Regions from separate parts of the Ctenopharyngodon idella genome. Here region 1 is linked to region 2. Evidence: chromatin contacts called from public Hi-C data. All regions are on one chromosome and are shown on one strand. Each heading gives the region's core, a stretch centred on a gene start, on an enhancer-like site or on the middle of the called end of the contact. The rest is flanking DNA. Distances are from core to core; before and after follow the strand shown.

Region 1 (7,323 bases), core at 3,884-6,383, 160 kb after region 2:
GCCTAAGCTTGTTTTAACCCAGCGATTGATTGGGTCGTTTTAACCCAGCGAATGGGTCATTTTAACCCGGCGAATGGGTCATTTTAAACACAGTGATTGGGTCATTTTAACCCAGCGGATGGGTCATTTTAACCCGGCGAATGGGTCATTTTAAACACAGTGATTGGGTCATTTTAACCCAGCGGATGGGTCATTTTAACCTGGCGAATGGGTCATTTTAAACACAGTGATTGGGTCGTTTTAACCCAGTGATTTGCCCAACCTGCTGGGTAGTTTTATTTAACTCAACTATTGTTTAAAAATTGCTTGCCTAAAATGAACCCAAAATATGTTGAAAATGAACATTTATTAATACGTTTAATGAATAATAATTAAACAATAAACATTTATTAAATTGCTTATTAATAAATGTTCACCTTTTGATTATTATTGTTTCCTCTAGTAATTCTGTGTCTGATTTTTAATTTCCAACATATTTTGGGTTCATTTTAGGCCAGACATACAGTCATTTTAAACAATAGTTGAGTTAAATAAAACTACCCAGCAGGTTGGGTCAAACATTTAACCCAACTGTGCAGTACAGTGAGCTGAAGAGAGCGGACACTGCAGTGTTTGGGGTCAAAAGGTCAGAGTTCAGTGTGACAGAGGTCAAGTTTGAGCAGCTCGTGCACAAATCTAAGGTTAAAAATGTGTGTATATAAATAATAGAGATATATATGTGTGTATATCAGACTATTATTTCATGCCTTTACAGGGTTAATATTTAACAAATAACAAAGTAACCAGAAACAAATTCTTTGATTAAGAAAAATATTGTTTTGCTTGATTTTTTTTTTTTTTTTTGCCTCCATCTGTTTTATCAAACTGAAACTTCGTAACAGAAATGTTAAACAAGTGTTGATTACAACATTATTTTGTCGTCCCTCCGTTTCCCCGCTGGAATCGCTGCACTGTCCAATCAGAAGACAGACGCACAACAATCAGTTTTATAACGATCTTCACAACAGCCTCTTGATTTCCTCGCACTAATTACAGCTCCAGTCCTGCTGTTCTGATTAAACTGCTTCAGCTCTGATCAGCCGGCGGCGTGTTGTTCGGGTCTCTCTCCAGTCTGAACTGAAAACAAGCTCAGATGAAGCTGTCGGATCAATGGAGAGTTAATGACGGAGACTCCTGCATCAGGAATCACGACTCGACCCTCGCTGACCTGCTGATGGACGTCAATATCGGCATCAGACGAGACGCTTCGGCTCATATTAGCAGCTCTGTGATGATGCTGTTGCCCTGGTGACGGATCACTCTCTCTTTAACCCCCAGATGAACTTTCCTCATTTGTTTTATGATGTGCCACTCCAATAAACACCAGCACAGCTTCATTTACACTTTCATTTGAAGGTGAAAGCTAAAGTTCTGCTGGGAACAAGTGTTGTTTCAGATATTAATTAAACTTTTTCTCCGCCGTTGACGGAATTTTCCTGGCAATTCATGTTTCCACTGATATACAGTAGGGGGCGCTGTTACACATCTTCTGAAAGAGTACAGAATCTCCAGATCAAAACACAGATGAAGAAGAAGCAGAAACAAGTGATTGAAGCATTGCTGACGCACAGAAATAACACGATCATCAAACGAAAGCATGAAGCTAGAATTAAATGGCAAAAGCTGATATTTAAATTTGTTTTTATTATTTATGTTTTCATTTTAAAGCTTTAGTAATTAGTTATTAGTTTGTTTGTTTTGTTTTTTTAAATGTGTTTATATAGTTATCAATTTGTTTGCGGCTCTAATGGCTTACTGCTTTTGCAAAATGTTGACAGCAGTTTTTATTTTAGATTCATTATAGTATTAATTTTTTTTTTAGATTTCATATTAGTTTTAGTAATTAAGTTATGCGCTTTTGATATTTTATTAGTTTTTATTTTTAAATATTGCTATAATTTATTTCATTTTTAGTCATTTTAGTACATCAAGTTAAACTAAATGAAAATGAAGAATGTTGCCTTGGCAATTTTTTATTTTTTATATGTATTTTTATGTTTTATGTCAGTTAAAATGTATTTTATTTGAAGTAACAAACATTTTTTTATTTTATTTCAGTTAAAGTTCATTTCAAGTAACAAAAGTGTGTTTTTATTGTTTTAATATTAGTTTATTATAATGGGGAACTGAACCTGCTAATAAAATGCAGTCAGAATTTACAGAAATAATACATTTATTTAATAACAACCCTGATTTTTTTGAAAACTAACACGTGTTTGTAATCATACAGATGTTTGCAGTCATTAAAGATCAGAGATTGTGTATTGAGGTGTGATTTGTGTTGTGTTACAGCGACTCCTGCTGGTGAAGAGGAGCATCACACACTTCAGCTGCTTCAAAGATCAAACAATTAAACTTGAAATAAAAAACCTAAAAGTTTCACTTCAGCTGGTTGCCAAGGCAATATTACAGACATTAAATGACAAAAATCACAAAACGTGAAAGCAGAAAATATAAAAATAAAAAATAATTCAAAATATTAAAAACTATAATAGTATCTTAATGGTACTAAAATAACAACAATGAATGTATAATATGAAAATAATCATGTTTATAATAATGGTAAACATGACTGTACCAGTGATACAGTGTTACAGCGCCCTCTAGTGACGCCAGACTGACTGTGCGTCTGTTTCTCATGTTTGGCATATAAATATTAGATGAAAAACTAAAACTGAAAAGAATAAATTTAAATGCTAATATTAGTAAAACTATAAAAAAAAATAAAAATAATAATAATAATAATAAAAACAAAATACAACTATTTGAGCTAAAATGAAAGCTGAAGACATCAAATTAAACAAACCAAAAAAAAGCTCATTCAAAATATTAATAAATAATAGTGACATTTCTGTCAAGCCTGAGTCAGATAATTTGACAGTTTGTTTGTATTAAAACAACTAGTTTTAATGACATTTGTGTGTCTGTGTATATATATGATTTATTAAACCTGTAAAACTGTGGCTTTTTGTTTGTTGCACAGGTTTATGAGCGCTGAAACTGTGACACTTGAACATCATTTAAAGTGCGTTTTCTGACCCTTTATGAGAAAACATGAGTTTCTGAGAGACTCTAGTGAGACTCAACACTCACCTACAGACGAGCTGACAGGAAGTGGAAGAGAACAGGGGAGTCATGTGACCAGATATTCAGATCTGTGGGGAAAAAAACAACAAAAAAAAACATTTAAAATCCATCTGAAATGCTATAAAATCTCTATATAAACACTAGCAGTGAAAAGTTTGGAATAATGAAGATTTTTTAAAATGTTTTTGAAAGAGTCTCTGAAAGGCAAAAATACAGTAAAAATAGTGAAATATTATTCCAATGTAAATCAGCTGTTTTCTATGTGAATATATAGTAAAGTGTAATTTATTCCTGTGATCAAAGCTGAATTTTCAGCATCATTACTCCAGTCTTCAGTGTCACATGATCCTTCAGAAATCATTCTGATATGATGATTTGATGATCAAGAAACATTTATGATTATTATCAATGTTGAAAACAGTTCAGATTTTTGTGGAAACCGAAATACATTTTATTTTTCAGGATTCTTTGATGAATAGAAAGTTCAGCATTTATTTGAAATAGAATCTTTTGTAACATTATAAATGTCTTTACTGTCACTTTTGATCAATTTAATGTCTTTTCACACACGCAATTACACACTCACAAAAATCACACACACAAAATCACTATCATACACACACACTAACACAAAATCACAATCACACACAAACTCAGACACACACACACACACACACACACACACACAAAGTCACAATCACACACACACACGCACGCAATTACACACTCACAAAAATCACACACACAAAATCACAATCATACACAAACTCAGACACACACACACACACTCACACAAAATCACAAGCACACACACACGCACACACACACACACAAAGTCACAATCACACACACACACTCACACAGTCACAATCACACACACACACACACACACACACAAGTCACAATCACACACACACACACACACACAAAGTCACAATCACACACACACACACACACACAAAGTCACAATCACACACACACACACACACACAAAGTCACAATCACACACACACACACACACACACACACACACTCACGCAATTACACAATCACAAAAATCACAATCATACACAAACTCAGACACACACACACTCACACACACACAATTACACTCACAAAAAAATCAAACACACACACACACACACAAATTCACACAATTAAACACAATCACACACACACACACACACACACACACACACACACACCCACCAACACAATCACACACAAAAAAATCACAATAACACACAATTACACTCACATAAATCCCAGACACACACTCACACACTCACACACACACAAACTCACAGACACACTCACACAATTACACACACTTACGCAATTGCAGACACAAAATCTCTCTCTCTCACACACACACACACACACACACACACAATTACAATCATACACACTCAAACTCTCTCACACACACTGACAATCACACAAACTCACTCACACACACACACACACACACACAGATTGATCAGTTGTTTCTGAAGCTCGGATCAGTTTGTTTCACTCACTGTTGATCAGCAGGACAAACACAAACTCAGTCTGGAAATGTGTTTTTCATTTACTGCGCCGAAGGAAATGCCAGGAAATTTACAATAAACACTTTGTTTTCTGTGTTTCATTCTTTTCTTCTGCAGAGGCCATGTTAACTCCAGCCTGAGAATCAGAGTCTGATGAGCTTCAGCTGTTTGAGGAGCTGAAGAAATCCTGGAGCGGATCGATGACCTGATGTTCTCTCTACAGCAAAACTATGACTGTTAATTAAACATTTCTTTCTTTTTGTATGTTTTATTAAAGCACTAACTCACTCAGGACTGGTAAAAGAAACGCAGTAATATGATTTATACTGTAAGAAGTTATGACGGAGTCATGAAAGCACAGAGACATGAGGGCAGAGTTTGAGCAGCACATTCTCGAGCTGTTGTTCAGTCAGATTAAACCGAAGCACATGATGATGGAGCTCGTGATTTCACTCGCAGCTCAGGGCCAGCGAGATGAATGAGTTTCCTCTTCTTCTTCTTCTCCTCCTCCGTCACCATGGCCTCTCCGCGGCTCGAGACCTTCTGCTGCCCGAACCGCGATCCCGCCACCGAGTTCGTGGTCAGCTTCCAGCCGCTGTTCTTCAGCGCGATCTGCGTCTGCAGCGCGAGCGTCAGCTTCATCTTCTCCCTCATCCAGATCTTACCCAAGCGGAGGGGATACAGGCGGCTGGGACAGCATCCTCATCCCAAACCGGCCTCTTCCCTCCGGATACTCTTCATCATCAGCGTGTGTGATATCTTAGGATGTTCAGGTAAACACACACACACACACACACACACACACACACACACACACACACACACGAACGAGATCTGGGTCAGTCTGTCTGTTTCATAAGCTCCTTCTTTTTTATAAGATTTTAAACACTCAATCAGACAAATAATCTGTTTAAATATTTATAAACTGGATCTTGCCATAAAGCTGATTTGCATCAAATAATGCATCATTCTATATGTTCATAATAATGTTTTAAGTGGAATATTTACAGTTTTATTTACAGTTATGCACCTTTGTTTCTTGTTTATGCTTTATTAAAGAGAAGTGAATGATTAATTTCTTTCTACAGCAACCCAAGTTGGATTGAAAATGGACAAACCCAGCGATTGGGTTGTTTTAATCCATCAAATGGGTTGTTTTAACAGCGATTGGGTTGTTTTAACCCAGCGATTGGGTTGTTTTAACAGCAATTGGGTTGTTTTAATCCAGCAAATGGGTTGTTTTAACCCAGCGATTGGGTTGTTTTAACAGTGATTGGGTTGTTTTAACCCAGCGATTGGGTTGTTTTAACAGCAATTGGGTTGTTTAACCCAGCATTGGGTTGTTTTAACAGCAATTGGGTTGTTTTAACCCAGCGATTGGGTTGTTTTAACAGCAATTGGGTTGTTTTAACAGCAATTGGGTTGTTTAACCCAGCATTGGGTTGTTTTAACAGCAAATGGGTTGTTTTAACCCAGCGATTGGGTTGTTTTAACAGCAATTGGGTTGTTTTAATCCAGCAAATGGGTTGTTTTAACCCAGTGATTGGGTTGTTTTAACCCTGCGATTGGGTTGTTTTAATCCATCAAATGGGTTGTTTTAACAGCGATTGGGTTGTTTTAACCCAGCGATTGGGTTGTTTTAACAGTGATTGGGTTGTTTTAACAGCAATTGGGTTGTTTAACCCAGCATTGGGTTGTTTTAACAGCAATTGGGTTGTTTTAACCCAGCGATTGGGTTGTTTTAACCCAGCGATTGGGTTGTTTTAACAGCGATTGGGTTGTTTTAACCCAGCGATTGGGTTGTTTTAACAGCGATTGGGTTGTTTTTAACAGTGATTGGGTTGTTTTAATCCAGCAAATGGGTTGTTTTAACAGCAATTGGGTTGTTTAACCCAGCAAATGGATTGTTTTAACCCAGTGAATGGGTTAAATGTTTGGGTTAAATAGTTTTATTTAACCCAACTATTGATTAAAATGACTATATGTCTGGCTTAAAATGAACCCAAAATATGTTGGAAATTAAAAATCAGACACATAATTAATAGAGGCAACAATAATAATCAAAAGGTGAACATTTATTAATAAGCAATTTAGTAAATGTTTATTGTTTAATTATTATTCATTAAACTTATTGTTCATTTATTAAACATATTAATAAATGTTCATTTCTAACATATTTTGGGTTCATTTAAGCAAGAAATACAGTAATTTTTAAACAATAGTTGGGTTAAATAAAAATACCCAGCAGGTTGGGCAAACATTTAACCCAACCACTGGGTTAAAACAATCCAATCGACGTTGGGTTTGTCCATTTTCAACCCAACTTGGGTTGTTTTTAACCCAGCATTTCCATATTTTACCTAAATCTGTGCATATCAGTCAGTGATCCTCAAATGGCCAAATGCATGTATTGCCAATAATGTGTTACAGTAAAATTACTGAATGTAATAAGTGCAAAACCACACATGCTATTTTCAGAACATGTTTATTTCATGGTTTTTACCAGAGGACACACAGTTCATTCAGGAACATGAGGAAGAGATTCAACTGCACAAAAGTGGGACCATTTGTTAGATTCATGATACACACTTCCATAGATACACTATGTAACTTTGGCCCTCTAGCGGTTAAATACAAAATAACACTGTTTTAATAGACACGGAACTTC
Region 2 (6,625 bases), core at 3,574-6,073:
AATGAACTGGATGAGTCTGCGTTATATTTGAACTTGGATAATATGCACTTACTCGTAAACACTGGCTTGGTATCATTGGGTGACGCTCTTGAATCTGAACTGCCTGAATTTAAGCAATTCTGTGCATTCAGATGTTTTATATATATATATATCTCGATCTCTCCTATGGGATTTGAGTGGGATACTGTGTAGACGGATGTCATTTTGTGTTCAGCATGATAGTCTGATAGTGAAGAGCAAATGTAATAAATGCACTGCAGTATTGCACGGCGTTTTCTTAATCAGGACTTTTGTTTTCCACTTTAAAAATATCTGAATGTCATTAAAACAAAATGGATTTACTGGAGACACTGTCTTGTTTTCCAGCACAAATTCTTAAATCAAGATACATTTACTGGAGAAACAAAATGACTGAAGATATTAAGTGTTGCTTTATGAAAAATGTATCGAAATGAAGTGAGTTTGTGCTTAAAACATGAACAAATATCTGCCAATGGGGTCAGAAAAATAATCTTAACTCGAAGGAAAAACAAGATTATTTTCCGTAAACAAGATGTAATATCTTCAGTCATTTCTCTTCTCCAGTAAATGTATCTTGATTTAAGAATGTTTAGATATTTTTGCTGGAAAACAAGACAGAAATACTGAGGAAGAACATCATTTTTTTGCAGTGGAAGCACAGCTGTTTTCAGTTTACCTCATTGATAAGTAGTTTTTCTAATTTACCAAAAACAACTCTTAATATCATACTCCGTTATGCTTGTCTAGTAAATGGATTTTCAGATATTTTTACTGGAAAACAAGACAAAAGTACTGAGGGGAAAAATAGATGTTCTTTTCCTATAACTATGATTAACTTGCGCAGGATGGGCGTTCACACACTGTGGCTGATTTCTAATATATTAACATTATAAAATTGTGTAGCGTGTGCCAAATATATATAAAATACTTGTACTAAAAGTATGAATAAGGTGGAAAGTTTAAGCACTTACTTTAAAAAGAAGCACTAAAATCTTAATATTGTAGATTAAATTGAAATTAAAAAGTACTGAACAATACTTGTTGAAATTGTTTATTTGATTTAGTAATATACAAGTGTTTGAAATCTTCATCGTGCGGTTGACCGTTTTTGTATTAATGTGCATTTACATTCCTGTTAGTGCTGCGTCTTACAGACTTCTTTAAAAATGATCTTCATTCAAACACCATTTGGTGTACAGTAGCAGGTGAAGACACTGAGTATCAACAACTCAAACATGAAATATGTATCTGAATGTTGAGATAGTATAAACAGAACGCCTGTATGTTTATGCAAAAAACAAAAGAGTATGTGTATAAAACAAATCAACTGAGGAGATGCTTCTTCCCGAGAAACTGCACTTTCCTGTCGAAAGCTGTGGAGCGTATCGGTGCGTTGGCTTCATAGAAGGGATTCATTGCAAACTGGGTAAAAAAGCACATATAAAATGTTTTAAAACAAATTCATATGGTGCTGAAATGTCACTACAGAAATAATATATGATTTACCTTGATGTACAGATCATAAACATCATTAAAGAAGTTCTTGATTCCATCCTCTTGCCGAACATCATGGAGCATAATAAATCTCATATGTATGCAAGTAACGTTAAGGAATAATCATTTCAATGGGTCAGTTAAATGTGAGTGAGTTTGATTCAGTCATGCATGTCAGAAAGATTTGGATGAGAAGGATATGACCAGCAGTGACGAAGGCAGAGACAAACCATTCATTGAATTTGTCCACAGTCTTCAGGTACATGTTGCTGGACTGCCACATGTTCTCATCAACCAGATCAAGAGCGGCATGAGCGATGAACTGGTTCAGATGTCTGTGATCATCCTGTCAAGAAGAATTTCAGTTTTACTGCTGTTAAGTTTAAGAAGATTTGATGTAAACCACTCTTTAATCTCAGCTAAACAATCAGAGGATAGATGGAGGAAAAGTAGAGGTAGGTCTGGAGGATAGGTAAAGCTGGGTGAAAGCTAAATAATAAGAGAGGGCCCAAGACGGAGCCCTGAGGAACACCAGTAGTAATGTATGAAGGCTTTGATCTAAACTGCTTCAGTTGTACAAATTGATTATGACCCATAAAATAAACCAAGTCAAGGGACTCCAATCTGTCTAACAGAATGCTGTGCAAGATAATATCAAATGCTGCACTCAAATCGGGCAAAATTATTATAGATCGAAGTCCCAATTCAGCACCTGACAATAAGTCATTAGAAATCTTAGATAATGCAGTTTCAACACTATGATAACAAAAATGCAAAAAACAAAAGAGTATGTGTATATAAAAAGAGGTAAAAGATAAATAATAAATAAGAGAGGGCCCAAGACGGAGCCCTGAGGAACACCAGTAGTAATGTGCGAAGTCTTTGATCTAAACTGCTTCAGCTGTACAAATTGAGTACGATCCATAAAATAAGATCTAAACCAAGTCAAGGGACTCCAATATGTCTAACAGAATGCTGTGCAAGATAATATCAAATGCTGCACTCAAATTGGGCAAAATTATTATCAGTTCAGTCAATAATTCAGGATCATTGTACTTGTTTTTAGTTATTTGTTTGTTTTACATGTCACTGTTTATAGTTGTGTTATTTGTATCTTTATTATGTTTTTTTTTTTTTTTTTTTTTTTTGTATTGTACTGGCTTTTTATGCTGCCTCTTGGCCAGGTCGTCATTGTAAATGAGAACTGGTTCTCAATTGACTCACCTGGTTAAATAAAGGTTAATAAATAAAGGTTAATAATCGAAGTCCCGAATCAGCAGCTGACAATAAGTCATTAGAAATCTTAGATAATGCAGTTTCAACACTATGATAACAAAAAATGCAAAAAACAAAAGTGTATAAAACGGGATAAATAAGAGAGGGCCAAAGACGGAGCCCTGAGGAACACCAGTATTGACTTACGAAGGCTTTAATTGAAACTGCTTCAGCTGTACAAATTGAGTACAACCAATAAAATAAGATCTAAACAAAGTCAAGGGACTCCAATCTGTCTAACAGAATTCTGTGTAAGATAGTATCAAATGCAAATCGAGCAAAATTATTATAGATCAAAGTCCCGAATCAGCAGCTGACAATAAGTCATTAGAAATCTTAGATAATGCAGTTTCAACACTATGATAACAAAAATGCAAAAAACAAAAGAGTATGTGTATATAAAAAGAGGTAAAAGATAAATAATAAATAAGAGAGGGCCCAAGACGGAGCCCTGAGGAACACCAGTAGTAATGTGCGAAGTCTTTGATCTAAACTGCTTCAGCTGTACAAATTGAGTACGATCCATAAAATAAGATCTAAACCAAGTCAAGGGACTCCAATATGTCTAACAGAATGCTGTGCAAGATAATATCAAATGCTGCACTCAAATTGGGCAAAATTATTATCAGTTCAGTCAATAATTCAGGATCATTGTACTTGTTTTTAGTTATTTGTTTGTTTTACATGTCACTGTTTATAGTTGTGTTATTTGTATCTTTATTATGTTTTTTTTTTTTTTTTTTTTTGTATTGTACTGGCTTTTTATGCTGCCTCTTGGCCAGGTCGTCATTGTAAATGAGAACTGGTTCTCAATTGACTCACCTGGTTAAATAAAGGTTAATAAATAAAGGTTAATAATCGAAGTCCCGAATCAGCAGCTGACAATAAGTCATTAGAAATCTTAGATAATGCAGTTTCAACACTATGATAACAAAAAATGCAAAAAACAAAAGTGTATAAAACGGGATAAATAAGAGAGGGCCAAAGACGGAGCCCTGAGGAACACCAGTATTGGCGTACGAAGGCTTTAATCGAAACTGCATCAGCTGTACAAATTGAGTACAACCAGTAAAATAAGATCTAAACAAAGTCAAGGGACTCCAATCTGTCTAACAGAATTCTGTGTAAGATAGTATCAAATGCAAATCGAGCAAAATTATTATAGATCAAAGTCCCGAATCAGCAGCTGACAATAAGTCATTAGAAATCTTAGATAATGCAGTTTCAACACTATGATAACAAAAATGCAAAAAACAAGAGAGGGCCCAAGACGGAGCCCTGAGGAACACCAGTACTGATGTACTGTATGAAGGATTTGATCTAAACTGCTTCAGCTGTACAAATTAAGTATGACCCATAAAATAAGATCTAAACCAAGAGACTCTAATCTGTCTAACAGAATGCTGTGCAAGTATCAAATGAAGCAAAATTAGTACAGATAGAAGTCCCGAATCAGCAGCCGACAATAAGTCATACGAAATCTTAGCTAATGCAGTCTCAACACTATGATATGGACAGAAACCAGATCCTGCTGTCAGGTATCATTGACATCATTACATCATGATGACTATTTTACCATGTTGTCAGGAATCACTGACATCATCATGCCCACCTTTGATTCCGCCTTTCCAGGAGGGAGGAACTCCATCTCAAACACTGGGTTATCATGATGACCCACCATAACGAAATAAAAACTCCCCGACATTGTGAATCGTCAGTGTTTAGAGCTGTAAACATGAAATCGACAGTCAGTTATTGACATTACTGGACATGTAAACACTGATGAATGTGCACAAAAACACATCTTACCACAGGAATGATAACGTTAGTTTGGCTTTCTTTACAAATGACACATTCTATCAACACACCTCCTTTAAATAAATAACTAATTATATAAATCACATGAAGAATAACGACAGCCGATGAGGATCATACGCGTATTGTGGACAGAGTTCCCGTTTCCGCCCAGCTGACACAAACAGCCAATGAGAGGACTGAAAGCGTCGTACGTCACAACGACGAAACCGGATATACAACAGTTTGTTGTCAGTTAGAGATTTTAAAGGAGCTGCTTCACCCGTCGCTAAGGGACCGACTGTGGTGTATCATCGATGATTGATCGATTCTGCGAATGTTTATCGATTAGCATGAATGATCGTGTATGTAGAGTTCAGTGATCATGTCTGTGAGTAAAGAGGAGAGTTTGTCCCCGGATGAGATGCGACAGAAACTCTATCAGACCTTCAAGAGTCGCGGGGTTCTGGACACTCTGAAGGTGTGTGTGTTTCCTCACAGTCAGCTGTTAATATTATCTTGATAAATTAGCATAGTGTTTTTGTGCAGACTTGTCTTTAAACTTATGTAACTTACAGTTTTCAAGCCCTATCTATCTATCTATATCTATCTATCTATCTATCTATTATCTGCAAATTGTATAATATCCAAGATACACATTTCTAGTAATTGTACAGTTAATTCTCATATTGTATTTTCAGAAAGTTTTGGAATATTTTTCATTTGTCACCCCAAATTTGTCACTACCGAAACACAATAATAAGTTATATTGACCTATTAAGATCTACCTTGTAAATATATTTTTTGCTATTTAAAAAAATAAATCAATAACAATTACAATTTTAACAATATTTCAAGTGTAATTTATGAGATTTGTTGTATTTTAAATCCAATCTTTCTTTGTAAAAGTCATAAAGTTCATCATACTGATTTCAAAGTTAAAGGGTTAGTTCAACCAAAAATGAAATTTCTGTCAATTATTATTAACCCTCATGTCGTTCCACACCCGTAAGACCTTTGTTCATCTTCAAAACACAAATTAAGATATTTTTGATGAAATCCGAGGTCTCTATTGACAGCAAGATAATTAACACTTTCAATGCCCAGAAAGATGTATTTAAAACAGTTCATGTGACTACAGTGGTTCAACCTTAATGTTATGAAGTGACGAGAATACTTTTTGTGTGACTTTATTCAACAATATCTAGTGATGGGCGATTTCAAAACACTGCTTCATGAAGCTTTTGTTTCAAATCAGTGGTTCGGAGCGTGTATCAAACTGTCAAAGTCACGTGATTTCAGTAAACAAGGCTTCGTTACGTCATGAGTGTTTCAAAATGTTTCGAAATTTCAATGGTTTGCCACTGGGGGGCGTGACTTTGGCAGTTTGATACACTGATTCGAATCAAAAGATTCATAAAGCTGTTTACATCTTCCAGACGCAGCTCCGTAATCAGCTGATCCAGGAGCTGCAGCAGCCGGTGCGGAGAGGAGAAGCCGTTCCCAGACGCGCCGCGGCTCACGCTCACTCTGTGTTAGTGACCGCGTGCAACAGTGTGATCATAGATCACCTGCGGAGCGTCGGATACGAGTACACGCTGTCTGTCTTCTACCCCGAATGTGGGATGAGCAAAGACAAGGTGATGTTACGTGACTTCACACTCATTATTGCATGGTTTTGCAGTTCTGTTTCATGCATTTGTCACAATGTGATGCAGCTTTACAAAAGAGGCTGTTATTGAAGGAAAATCTTCATGAAGAACTAGTTTTTTAGTAGACATGAGTGGACCTCAGTGAAATCCAAAATATAAATATAGCTGTATAGCTGGGACCTTTAAGCACATTCATAAAAAGGTATTTTAATTAGCAAACCTTTAATCTCAATCAAAGATGGAAAAGACCATTTACAGCCAATACAGGCAATTTACCATAGGAAATATATGGTTTTTAAAGCTTTTTAACAGTTATCGAGGTTGAGCCAAAAATCTAGGACTAGTTCGCCAAAGTTGGTTTTTGAAATAATCTCCAATATTTAACGAAC

The links. Hi-C and Micro-C count contacts between places; a contact is called where the count stands out from the background.
Region 1: a Hi-C map of muscle shows a contact between it and region 2, with 4 times the contacts expected there. The contact joins the promoter of gpr143 here to the promoter of ofd1 in region 2. A contact is called at or near these places in 2 of 2 Hi-C or Micro-C datasets (both in muscle).

Annotation. Positions count from the first base shown.
Region 1 is chr9:897,279-904,601 of HZGC01, forward strand. It overlaps gpr143 (G protein-coupled receptor 143), which reads left to right and starts at 5,134. Exons shown (of 9, transcript XM_051906129.1): 1 at 5,134-5,428. The coding sequence starts at 5,134. fancb (FA complementation group B) reads right to left here and starts at 4,794. Exons shown (of 11, transcript XM_051906140.1): 1 at 4,647-4,794; 2 at 3,133-3,194.
Region 2 is chr9:740,759-747,383 of HZGC01, forward strand. It overlaps ofd1 (OFD1 centriole and centriolar satellite protein), which reads left to right and starts at 4,824. Exons shown (of 22, transcript XM_051906122.1): 1 at 4,824-5,065; 2 at 6,024-6,224. The coding sequence starts at 4,970. trappc2 (trafficking protein particle complex subunit 2) reads right to left here and starts at 4,768. Exons shown (of 5, transcript XM_051906138.1): 1 at 4,600-4,768; 2 at 4,403-4,517; 3 at 1,713-1,861; 4 at 1,528-1,609; 5 at 1,057-1,443. The coding sequence starts at 4,495. The coding sequence ends at 1,345. It overlaps rab9a (RAB9A, member RAS oncogene family), which reads left to right. Exons shown (of 4, transcript XM_051906136.1): 4 at 1-1,058.